Regions from separate parts of the Mus musculus genome. Here region 1 is linked to region 2. The links are chromatin contacts, called in public HiChIP or PLAC-seq maps. All regions are on one chromosome and are shown on one strand. Each heading gives the region's core, a stretch centred on a gene start, on an enhancer-like site or on the middle of the called end of the contact. The rest is flanking DNA. Distances are from core to core; before and after follow the strand shown.

What was found. HiChIP or PLAC-seq counts read pairs in DNA pulled down with a chosen protein or histone mark.
Region 1: a FOXA1 HiChIP or PLAC-seq map of pancreatic cancer cells shows a contact between it and region 2. The contact joins the promoter of 4732416N19Rik here to the enhancer-like site in region 2. A contact is called at or near these places in 6 of 39 promoter capture datasets (the 3T3-L1 cell line, the C10 cell line, hematopoietic stem and progenitor cells and 3 more) and 8 of 115 datasets of contacts at active chromatin or transcription factors (embryonic stem cells, large pre-B cells, pancreatic cancer cells and 1 more).

What each region holds. Positions count from the first base shown.
Region 1 is chr6:148,209,065-148,214,062 of GRCm38.p6, forward strand. It overlaps 4732416N19Rik (RIKEN cDNA 4732416N19 gene), which reads left to right and starts at 3,224. Exons shown (of 2, transcript NR_015615.1): 1 at 3,224-3,366. It overlaps Ergic2 (ERGIC and golgi 2), which reads right to left and starts at 3,310. Exons shown (of 14, transcript NM_026168.4): 1 at 2,906-3,310.
Region 2 is chr6:147,060,916-147,066,175 of GRCm38.p6, forward strand. It overlaps Mrps35 (mitochondrial ribosomal protein S35), which reads left to right. Exons shown (of 8, transcript NM_145573.2): 7 at 508-577. Among named protein-coding and RNA genes, the nearest start is that of Mrps35, 21 kb to the left of the region's middle. Within about 2 kb of position 3,661, at least 31 of the 459 cell types and tissues checked have an H3K27ac peak or open chromatin away from gene starts, as enhancers often do. A contact at or near this core is called in pancreatic cancer cells, where this site is marked.

The DNA.
Region 1 (4,998 bases), core at 1,974-4,473, 1.1 Mb after region 2:
TCAATACTTCATTCCTAAGACTCTCAAGGAAAAGTCACGTCCTATTTCTCTTTCTACCTCTTCTCTTTGAAGTCTCCCATCCCCTACTAACAGTATGACGACTGCTAACTCCCAGTAGAACTCAATGCACTTTACTATTAACTTCAATGCTGTGGATGCCACCTTTATTCCTCCTTATAAATAAGAACAGTCATACATTTTTCGCAGGAAGGTGCAAGTGGTTCTACGAAGAACAGAGATTTAGTCCCAAGCAGTCCAGCTGCAAAGTCTGTTCCAAATTCCAGTGCCCCTGCCTCCAGGACTGGTTGCCAACTTCTCTGCACACTTATATACATCTAGAGCTTCCCCATGGCTTCTGCACCCGGACCCATCAGTACTCATCTTACTTTTGTCATTCCACCATCATCTGAATCTCCAAAGGCACTATGTACACATGTGGTGTGTATGCACACACTATCCAGGTAAAACACCCATTCATATAGAAGAAAAAGAAAATTAAAAGAAAAAGAAATGATACAGTAGACAACACAGGTTTGTTTTGGATATCCTTTTTTAGTAAACTTAACACTGTAACTTTATCTCTGTCCATCTTCATACCCAGCTTTCCTGGCACTGCTCTTATATACATTTCCACATTGTTCCATAAAACCCAGACTTGGGAGTTTCTGCATGATGCTTCTGTCTACTGGCAGACACTGTGTTTACACCACAGTGATTTCCAATACTACATCTGGTTTGTTTGCTATCTCCCATAACTGTCCTGTATATTTAAACAAAAGTAAAACCTCAAGGATATGGTGATAGCAGCTAAGACAATACTTAGAACAACTGCTTAAGATACGTAAGAAACAGGATACAGAACTGAGGACACCACACACACCTGCTTTTCAAATTGAGTTTGATTACTTCTGCAAACAAACAAACAAAAAGGATTTATTTTGAAATGAAACTTATTTAATGAAATTTATTGGGGAGGGGGCACCTGTACCATTGCACTCATGTAGATGTTAGAGAACAACAATTTATCTTCTATTACAAATGTTTTGAGTCACCTTCTATTTATAAAATATATTTTTAAAAAAAGTCTTTGAAAACGTACTTAGTTGAAATCATAGTGGATTAGGACGATCCCAAATTAAAGACTGATGGATGTCCTTTCAAGTCTGTGTGAAGACCCAATATACAAGGGAGATGCTATACAGAGAGAGTAGAGTGACCTGTTGTCCTGGGTTGCTCAGAAGCCAGAACACCAAAGAAGCACCATGTCCCAGGCCTTCTGAGAAAACAGGGCCCTTCCACTATTTTAAGCCTCCCAGTTTACAGTAAATGGTCTAATCTTATAACTTTCTTAATGATTTAAAAAAAAAAAAGTTCCTGGGACAGCAAGTAATATACTGTACAAGCTTTGTGACCGGAAAAACACAAACCAATCAGCAAACTCTCTTGCTGGGGACTTCTTACTAGCTGTTATGACAAATCTGAGGGTCTTCAACTTCTCAGAATTCCTTCCAGATTATTATCTAAAAGGGTAGGACATATGGGCTGCCAGTTATTAATCAAAATAGAAGTGGGGTGTTAGTTGGGCAGTGGTGGCGCATGTCTTCAATCCCAGCACTTGGGAGGCAGAGGCAGGCGGATTTCTGAGTTTGAGGCCAGCCTGGTCTACAAAGTACGTTCCAGGACAGCCAGGGCTATACAGAGAAACCCTGTCTCGAAAAAAACAAATCTTCTTCAGTCTCTACTGAAGCACTTCTCTGGCTTTTTGAGGTAAGTATTACTATAAGATTCTCATTTTATTGGTGAGGAAACTAGGGCACAAAAGTCAAAAGACAAGCTGTCATTAAAACACCAAATTAAAATCTAGGAAAACTATTAAAAAGAATTTGTAGCACACACAGTCTAAAACCAACTTCTGTTTAAAAATGAATTATTTAAATGGCAAACCCTGGTGAAAATAAATGCTGTTTTGTAAATCTTTGTTGTTCATGTTCTAGACTACAGTGACTTCCTTTCAGAAGTCCTCTAACTTGCCATGTTTCTTTAATGTGTACCTCCGAAGTGAAATCAGGTGTAATACTCAGCAAAGCAGTCAAGTTTACTATCTGAAAGAAAGCTGCTTCCCAGGACCCTCACTACAAAAGCATGGAATTTCTATTTCTCAGGATCTTCCTCTACAAGCTGGAATAGTAACTTAAGGTTAACTAATAAGAAAGGTAGGCAAAGAGACCTTCCGCAAGGCAGCAGCACACTCGTTTCTTTAGGTACGGACGTACACTGGAGGTTGGAGAAGTGAAATTCGGAATTACAACTTCAAACCAATGAAGAATGCCTAATTTAACTATCTTTAATTGCTTCCGAACGAAAGCCTATCTCGAAACACCGAAACAGCTGTTACTTGCCTATAGCCTAGGGCACCGAATTGCACGCCTAAAGTTAATGACACGTTTGCCCGTAGATCTCCGAGATCTCGTCTACGATACCCACGGCGGTCCCGTATCAGGAGCTGAGCCGTCATCCCCTGGATGGGTCAACAGCTGACAAACGGGACACACACACACCACCTGCCTCGGCGTCTGCGCCCGCCCCGGCCCCTCTCTAGGCCCGGCTTTTAATTTACGGCGAGAGTGACCACGGTGCTGGCAGGGTCGCTGCTGTCCACGACAGCCTGGACGAGACAACGAAGGGCGCGGCCGATCACCGAAGCTCCCTGGCCGCGGGCGCGGACGCCGGCGGCACTCGGCAGGAACGCCCCCGGGCAGCGGAGCGGCTCCGCGGCCAGCTGCTCCGCAGAGCCGCGACGAGTACAGGCCAGTGCCAGGCCTGGGAGCCCCCTCAGCCGCGCCCAGGTCCCCGTCCGCCCGTAACCGCCGAAGGAAACGGCCCCGGCAGGGTTTTAGCGTCTTACCTAGTGGTACGGTCCCAGCCGACCGCCATGTTTCACAGAAGCCCGGGTCGCCCGAGCCCGGCGCACACGAAGATCTCGCGAGAACAAGAGCAACTCTCACGGCTGACCATGTCCGAAGGGAGCGCAAATGGAGAACTCGCGATACTTTCCGCGTTGACGGTATGTGATCTAATCAAGCGGCGCGGTCAACCTGAAAGGGGCGTGGCTACGTGGAAACTAAGTGAAAATAGGAGGCCGGTCCCTTTCCAGGAAGGGGAAGTTACCTTCCGCCTGACCCCGAGACAAACCGACTGGAACGGCGCTCCGCACTACAGACCGGAAGTGATCACCAGCCACCTTAAGGCGCCGGCCACACTGCAGCTCAGGTGGTTGAGAGGCCTCCGGCTTTGCGTCTTCATTTATTCCGGTCTACAACACCTAAACCTCCCTTGTCGGGCGTGGAGAACGGTTTCGATTATTCGGTCAGTGTGCTTAAGGATTCCCTAAAAGTAAGCTACGCAAGAAAGCCCGACAGTGTGTGCTCATGGCCCTTCACAGCACAGGACGGAATAGAGGGGCTTTGGAAAAAAAGTTGGCTCCGAAATGCTGGAGAGGAACCCACTCAAGCTCCCGTCCTACCCATTTGCTACCAAATTTTACAGGCACGCGTTGTGGTTTAAAAACAGTTTTAAGGAAAGCGTACTTATGACGAATGTCTACACAGAAAGCACTGTTTTCTCTAATCTTCACAATACTATTGCCAAGAAATACCACTATTTACTTGGTTAGTAGGTAAGGGTTTGAGTTTTAAGAGGGAGGTAAAGAGTAGTTAAGAGCTGTCAAAGAGAAACAGGCTGGGAGATCTTGACTACAGATTGACTGTGTGTATACTCCTTTACTGAAAAGAGACCCTCATCCTTCAAACCAAGGACAAATGCATGCACTCTGGTGGCAATTTAATCTCCAGACTTTCAAGACTACTCCAATTAATCATAAATTCCTATTTGACTTAAGGTTCGTGGATAATAAACACAGCCTCAAGCCAAGATTACCTAAATTAAATATCCAATCTAACTTGTTAATATCGTGACTTTGAGCATATTGCATTTCTTTGTATCTCTATCCCCTCATCTGTCAAATGGGCATAATAATGTGTTGATACATGTCTAAAATGCAAACTTACCTCACTTGTAATCTATCGGCAGCTCCTCCCTGTCGTCTCCATACCCAGGTCTACAGTGTATAGGCTGTAGCTTGGATAAAGGCAGGACTGTTGTTCATTTAGTTACACCTGATCCTTTGTCTCCAGGGCACGTTTCCTTTAGAGTAATAACGATCCCCCTGAGAGTTGGGTTTCACAACATAGCAAAACTAAATAATTTGACCCTGCTATTTTTAGAAAAACAATTTTAAAAGCTAACAAGCATAAAAGTTAATTTTTCCCGAAGAGTGAAACTTCTTAACCAATGAATCAATCATTTAGCTTCTCTGGTTTTCTTTAATGCTTCTCTTTCTTTGCTTCGTTTTGTTGTTTTGTCTGGTGCTTGGCATCAGATTTGGAGCCTGATACAAGTGAAGCTGTACCACTGAACTACATTGCCAGGAAGACCTGCCTGACTTTATAGGTTAATTTTCATATTATTGGTGGCATAATATATGGGAAACAGTCTGCTTTTTAGAGACTCCATCCCATTATGTTTCATTTATTGAAGAGAGGTTTAGGAGTAGGGTTAAAATGCTCAAACTATATTTTTATGACATCCTTTTAATTCTCCGTAGATTGGGGACAAGCTTTAGCTAGTTAATAACAAAAGAGAAACTAATATTACTCTCTAAGGTTCACATGTACCTCAAGTGGCTTTTGTGTCTTATTCTTTTTTTGTTGTTTGTTTTGTTTTTTCGAGACAGGGTTTCTCTGTGTACCCCTGTCTGTCCTGAAACTCACTCTGTAGACCAGGCTGGCCTCGAACTCAGAAATCCGCCTGCCTCTGCCTCCCAAGTGCTAGGATTAAAGGCGTGTGCCACCACCGCCCGGCATGTCTTATTCCTAACCCAAATCTATTCTTCTTTATATATGAACATCACCACCAGCCTCAAATTTGATTGGATCACAG
Region 2 (5,260 bases), core at 2,411-4,910:
ATCCTCTGCATGGCCACCAGCTCTGACCTGCTGAGCCTCTCTCCATCCTCATTTGCCCTACTTTTTAAAGGGACTCATTATCGAGTTTGTGCCATTCACTTGACTCTAACTAAGCACTGAGATGGTAAAGAAAAGTTTGGACATCGTCATGTTTAAAGTAGCTTAAAGGGTAGTACACAAATAAACTCATTAACGATTAGAGCAAAGATAGAAATAATAGCAGTATTTAATATCTTGAATATTCTCACTTTCTATCTCTCTGCCCCTCCCCCCTTTCTTTCTCATCAAGACAGGGTCATATTATGTTGTCCTGCCTAGCCTGGAACTCACTATGTAGACCAGGATGGCCTCAAGCTCAGAGAGATCAAGCTTCCTGTGCCTCCTAGGTGAAGCACCAAGCCCCGACTATCCTGTGTAGCACAGAACAGAGAATGCTGCAGTGACCTTTAGAACGTCTCGTGAATTATCTGTATGCTGAGACGTTGCCTTCTGCTCTTCTCCTTATAGATGCCCTTTGAAGCGGCAGAACTGTGACTATGCAGTGTATCTTCTCACAGTCCTGTACCACGAATCTTGGGTAAGTATGTATGTGGTGTGTGGCCAGGATGTGTGTGATGTACTGGAAGTGTGTATGAAATGTGTGAAGGCAGTGAGGTAGTTCATTTGTCCTATCCCAGGACAATAGGACAGTGTCCCGAGTGCTGGCATTAGAGGCCTGTGCACCGTGCCCCACTCTTAGGTACAGCAGTGGAAGCAATGGTGAGAAGCCATCCTGATGCTCACAGGACGAGTGCTTCCGAATGGAGTCATGCCTAGGAGGCTGGCTCCTCAGTGGGTGTGGTTCTGTGTTGGACCACGTGAGGCCCAGGGACGAAGCATCTCCCTGTGTATTGCGGCAGTCCCAGGGACTGATGGGTAAACACATGCAGCTTTGTATTGCGGCAGCCCCAGGGACTGATGGGTAAACACATGCACCTGTGTATTGCGGCAGCCCCAGGGCCTGATGGGGAAACACATGCAGCTGTTTCCAGACTGGCATTTTCACTGTTACTAACAGTGATCAGGTTTAATACGTGGCTGGCAGGTGAAAGTAAAGTAAAGCTTTATTTCAAGGTTAGTAAATGGCAAAGCACAGTGTCCACTCGTTTTCTTTTCAAGATCCTCACTGCCATGAATCCTCCGTGTTTGTTTGTATCCTGGTTTGTTTGGATTAATTGGCAGCAATTAATCTCTTTCCTGTCAATTGATTGAGAATTGTCGTTGGCTGTGAGCCAAGAACACGCTTGAGCATAGCTACTGTTCAAAAGAGTTAATAACAAGCAGTAAAATCCAGCCAGTTCAGAGTCTCTTATTTGCCAGCTGCCTGGAAAGGGAATACCCCCAAAGGAAGAGACAGGCACAAATACACCGAGTGAGAGTTTGCTCACCAGAGCCTTTCTGTGGTTCTGTGACGTGACAAGCCGGTATTCTGGATTCATGAAAAAGTCTTCCATCTTTCATACTAATTACCTTGATACCAGAGTAAGTAGCCTCGTGTAACTGTCTTAAACAGCTGTAATTAAGGAATTCCCACATTAAAGCCCCACCCGTGGGGACGCTGTGAGATGAGAGGAGCCGAGGAGCTCTGCAGGAACATGAGCTTTGCTACGACAGCACTGGGCTTTATTGAATTGAGTTCTTTTTTTCCTTCACCAACTTGGAGTTTAAACTTGAAACTGGTGTTGCCGCCTGGTGTTTGACCAGCAATTAGAGCCCTTCCCCATCGCCTGCTTTATTCTCAGTAGCCTGGTCTCTGAACACTTAGTGCTCACACGTGAATGTCCCTTGGCTTTTTAGCATTTCTACGGAGTTTCCTTCTGGAAAAGTGTTTACCTAGACCTTCATGTAAGGGTGTTTTTGTGTAGTAGTCAAAACAAGTAACTGCAGCCGTGTCAGTCATTCCACAAAGCGCGGCTGGACGGGAGGCCAGTGCTTCCAAGAACATTCTTTGAGTGCTGACAGTAATAAGAGACAAATATGTGCTAGCGTCTTCAGACATGCTAAACTCTGGGTTAGTGTTTCAGCTTGTGCTATGAATCAGCCTTCAGCCTGTGCAGCCATGCTGGCCTGGTGTTTTAGTTTGGGTTTTACTGCTCTGAACAGAAACCATGACCAAGGCAGCTCTTACAAGGATGACATTAAATTGGAGTTGGCTTACAGGTTCAGAGATTCAGTCCATCATCATCAAGGTGGGAGCAGGGCAGCGTCCAGCCATACATGGGGCTGGAGGAGCTGAGAGTTCCACCTCTTGTTCTGAAGGCAGCTAGCAGAAAACTAACTTCTAGGCAGCTAGGATGAGAATTGTAAAGCCCACACCTACTCCAGCAAGGCTGCCCCTCCTAATAATGCCACTCCCTGAGCCAAGGATATACAAACCACCACACCTGGGCTCTGTGACTTTCTGCATGGGTCATTGTTTTAATCTTCAAAAGCCATATATGCAGACATTAGGCTTTCTAAGATTTTGGGTGGAACAGAGATTTTTTTTTTTTTTTTTGTAATTTCTACCAAATAATGGGCTTTCAGTAATGGTCCATTATTTTTGTTAAAAATACTACAGTGAGATTTTTTTTTCTTAGAATTTCAAGTACTTTTATGGCAAATTCCTGTGTACAGCCTACACATTTAACTTGACAGAGGCTAAAATAAAACACTTGAGACTGAATCCGTTCTCTTCTGCCTAAATCCAGTACATCACCCAATCTTCCTGCTCTGATGAAATTATTGAGCTGTTTCCCTCTTATTTCTGCTGCTCCGCCCCCTGTAGATCTTTCTTTATCCTTCCCCTGAAACAAGGTGGTCGCGCCCCCCCCCCCATCATTGGGTTTCCCATGGCTTTCTCAAGTCTGGCTCTGTGGTGTAACCTTTATGGCAGTGCCCCCGTTAGCAGCGTGTGAAGCCACTGCACTCCCCGTGCATCATGGCTTTGCACACGTCCTTCCCTGCTGACCAGCCTTCCAGATGTGTGTGAGTGGCATCACTCCCGAATGCTTCCTGCCATCCTCTTTCCTTCCTTAGGTAACATTGCTACATTCATGCTAAGTGCCTGTGCACACACCTGCCTCACTGCAAGGACAAGACAGTACCTCACTCCTCTCTGTCACCCCAACATCTGTACAGTATCTGGCACACAACACTCAGTGAATTGCTTTTAAAACTGGTCCAAATTGAGTTGAACTCTTGGACATACGCAGTTAAAATTTAGTCTTGGCAGTTGAAATAATTGGCAGGGTGTTTTGTTGTTATTGTTACTTTATTAAGACATTTTTTCAAATAAACTGTTTTATATCTATATGAATTGCATGTTTGTTTTGTGTGTATTTGGGAGAAGAGACACACATATATTGAGTGCCCTGTGGATCAAAGGACATCTGTGGGAGTCAGGTTTTTCCTTCTAAATGGGTCCCTGGGATCAAACTCGGATCATCAGGCTTGGCTTGGGAGCAAGAGCCTTCTCCTCCTGAGCCAGCCTGCCAGCCTGGGTTTTTTTTTTTTTTAATGATTAAACTGTTTTCCCTCATGTAGGACAACGGTGTCCTTGTAATCATAAATGGTGGAATATTACTGTGATTCATGCCCTAGTCACAGAGAGTTGTAAATACAGAGAGTGGTAGGAGGTGGCAGATCTGTGTATAGAGCGCAGTTCCTGCATCAGTTCCTGCAGTGTGCTGACCCTCACATTAACCAGCTCCATGTTCTCGTATTAAATCTGTGCTTCCGAAGGAGAAGGATACGAGGTTATCCTTTTGCTCCGTGATTCTTCTTACCAGGTCTCTGTGTTCCTTAGAACATGTTGTTCCACCACCAAGGCCCATTGCGGTTTGGGGCAAATTGTTTAATTGCTCTGGGCTTGAGTTTCCTGGTCTGTAAAACAGATAATAGGTGTAACTCACAGGGCTGTGTGAGAGAGGTCAGTGAGTTAATAGTATCGGAACTTAAAATAGTGCCTGGTGTGGAGAGTCCTCTCTCGGTTGCCCTTTGGCTGTGTCCGTGCTGGGCCGTCCTCCCTGCCCTGCTCTCTCTCCCTTGACTGCCAAGCTCTGCTCGTTGGGACCTTTATGAGTCCATTCTCCACTGGGATCCCAGTCTTCTGCGCTGGTGCCAGGTCAGCATCAGGCCTCCTGTTGGGCTGAGGCTCCAGGAGGGCACGGTGCCTGGCACAGCAGCTGGGTCATAAAATGTATTGAATGAATAAGTGGATGATGGAGCCAACTGGGAAGGAGAACAGGATCACGTGGAATGGAAAGTTGATACTTCTGATGTTGTGGTCAGGCAGGAAGAAGGAGGTGTGTGTGGGTGTGTCTGTCTGTGTATGTGTGTCTGTGTGTATGTATGTATGAGTCTGTACATGTGTGTGTGTCTGTACATGAGTGCAGGTGCCCATAGAGAATTGGATCCCCTGGGGTGATTTTGATCTGGATGATGTTAGGCTGGGAGTTGAACTTGGGTTCTCTGAAGCAGCAGCTCTCTTAACCCTGAGCCATCTCTCCAGTGTTGGTGGAATTACAGCTGATTCTCTTCCTTTCTTTCTAGTAACTCTCTTTTCTGTGAGGATGTGTATGAATTATACGCTGCTGGAGCTGTGTGAGAGGTCACCTCTGGATTACTATCCTTGGATGCTCATGTGCACCTGTGTGCACACACAGGCACGTACACCCATGAACACAGAGGCCAGAGGACATTGTCTGGTGTACATTACTCTCTTTTGCTTGCTTCCTTGAAACGTGGTTTTTGACTGAACAGGAAGCTTGCTGGTTGGACAGGCCGACTGGCTGAGGTGAGCTCTTGGATCCACCGCTGTCCCTCAACACTGGGGCTAAGGCTTCTTATAAGTAGCCATGTCTGGTTTTTACATGTGCTGGAAATTTGAACGCAAGTTCTCATGCTTGCAAATATTCTTAGCTACTGAGCCACCTCCCCAGGCCCTTGCCTTTTATTCTAATCGCCTAATTTTTTTCCTCCAATTTTTTATTAGGTATTTACTTCATTTACATTTCAAATGCTATCCCAAAAGCCCCCCATACCCTCCCGCCCCCCCCCCCGCACACCCTCCCCCGCTCCCCTACCCACCCATTCCTACTTCTTGGCCAGGTGTTTCCCCTGTACTGTGGCATATAAAGTTTGCAAGACCAAAGGGCCTCTCTTCCCAATGATGGCCAACTAGGCCATCTTCTGCTAAAAATGCAGCTAGAGACACGAGCTCTGGGGGTACTGGTTAGTC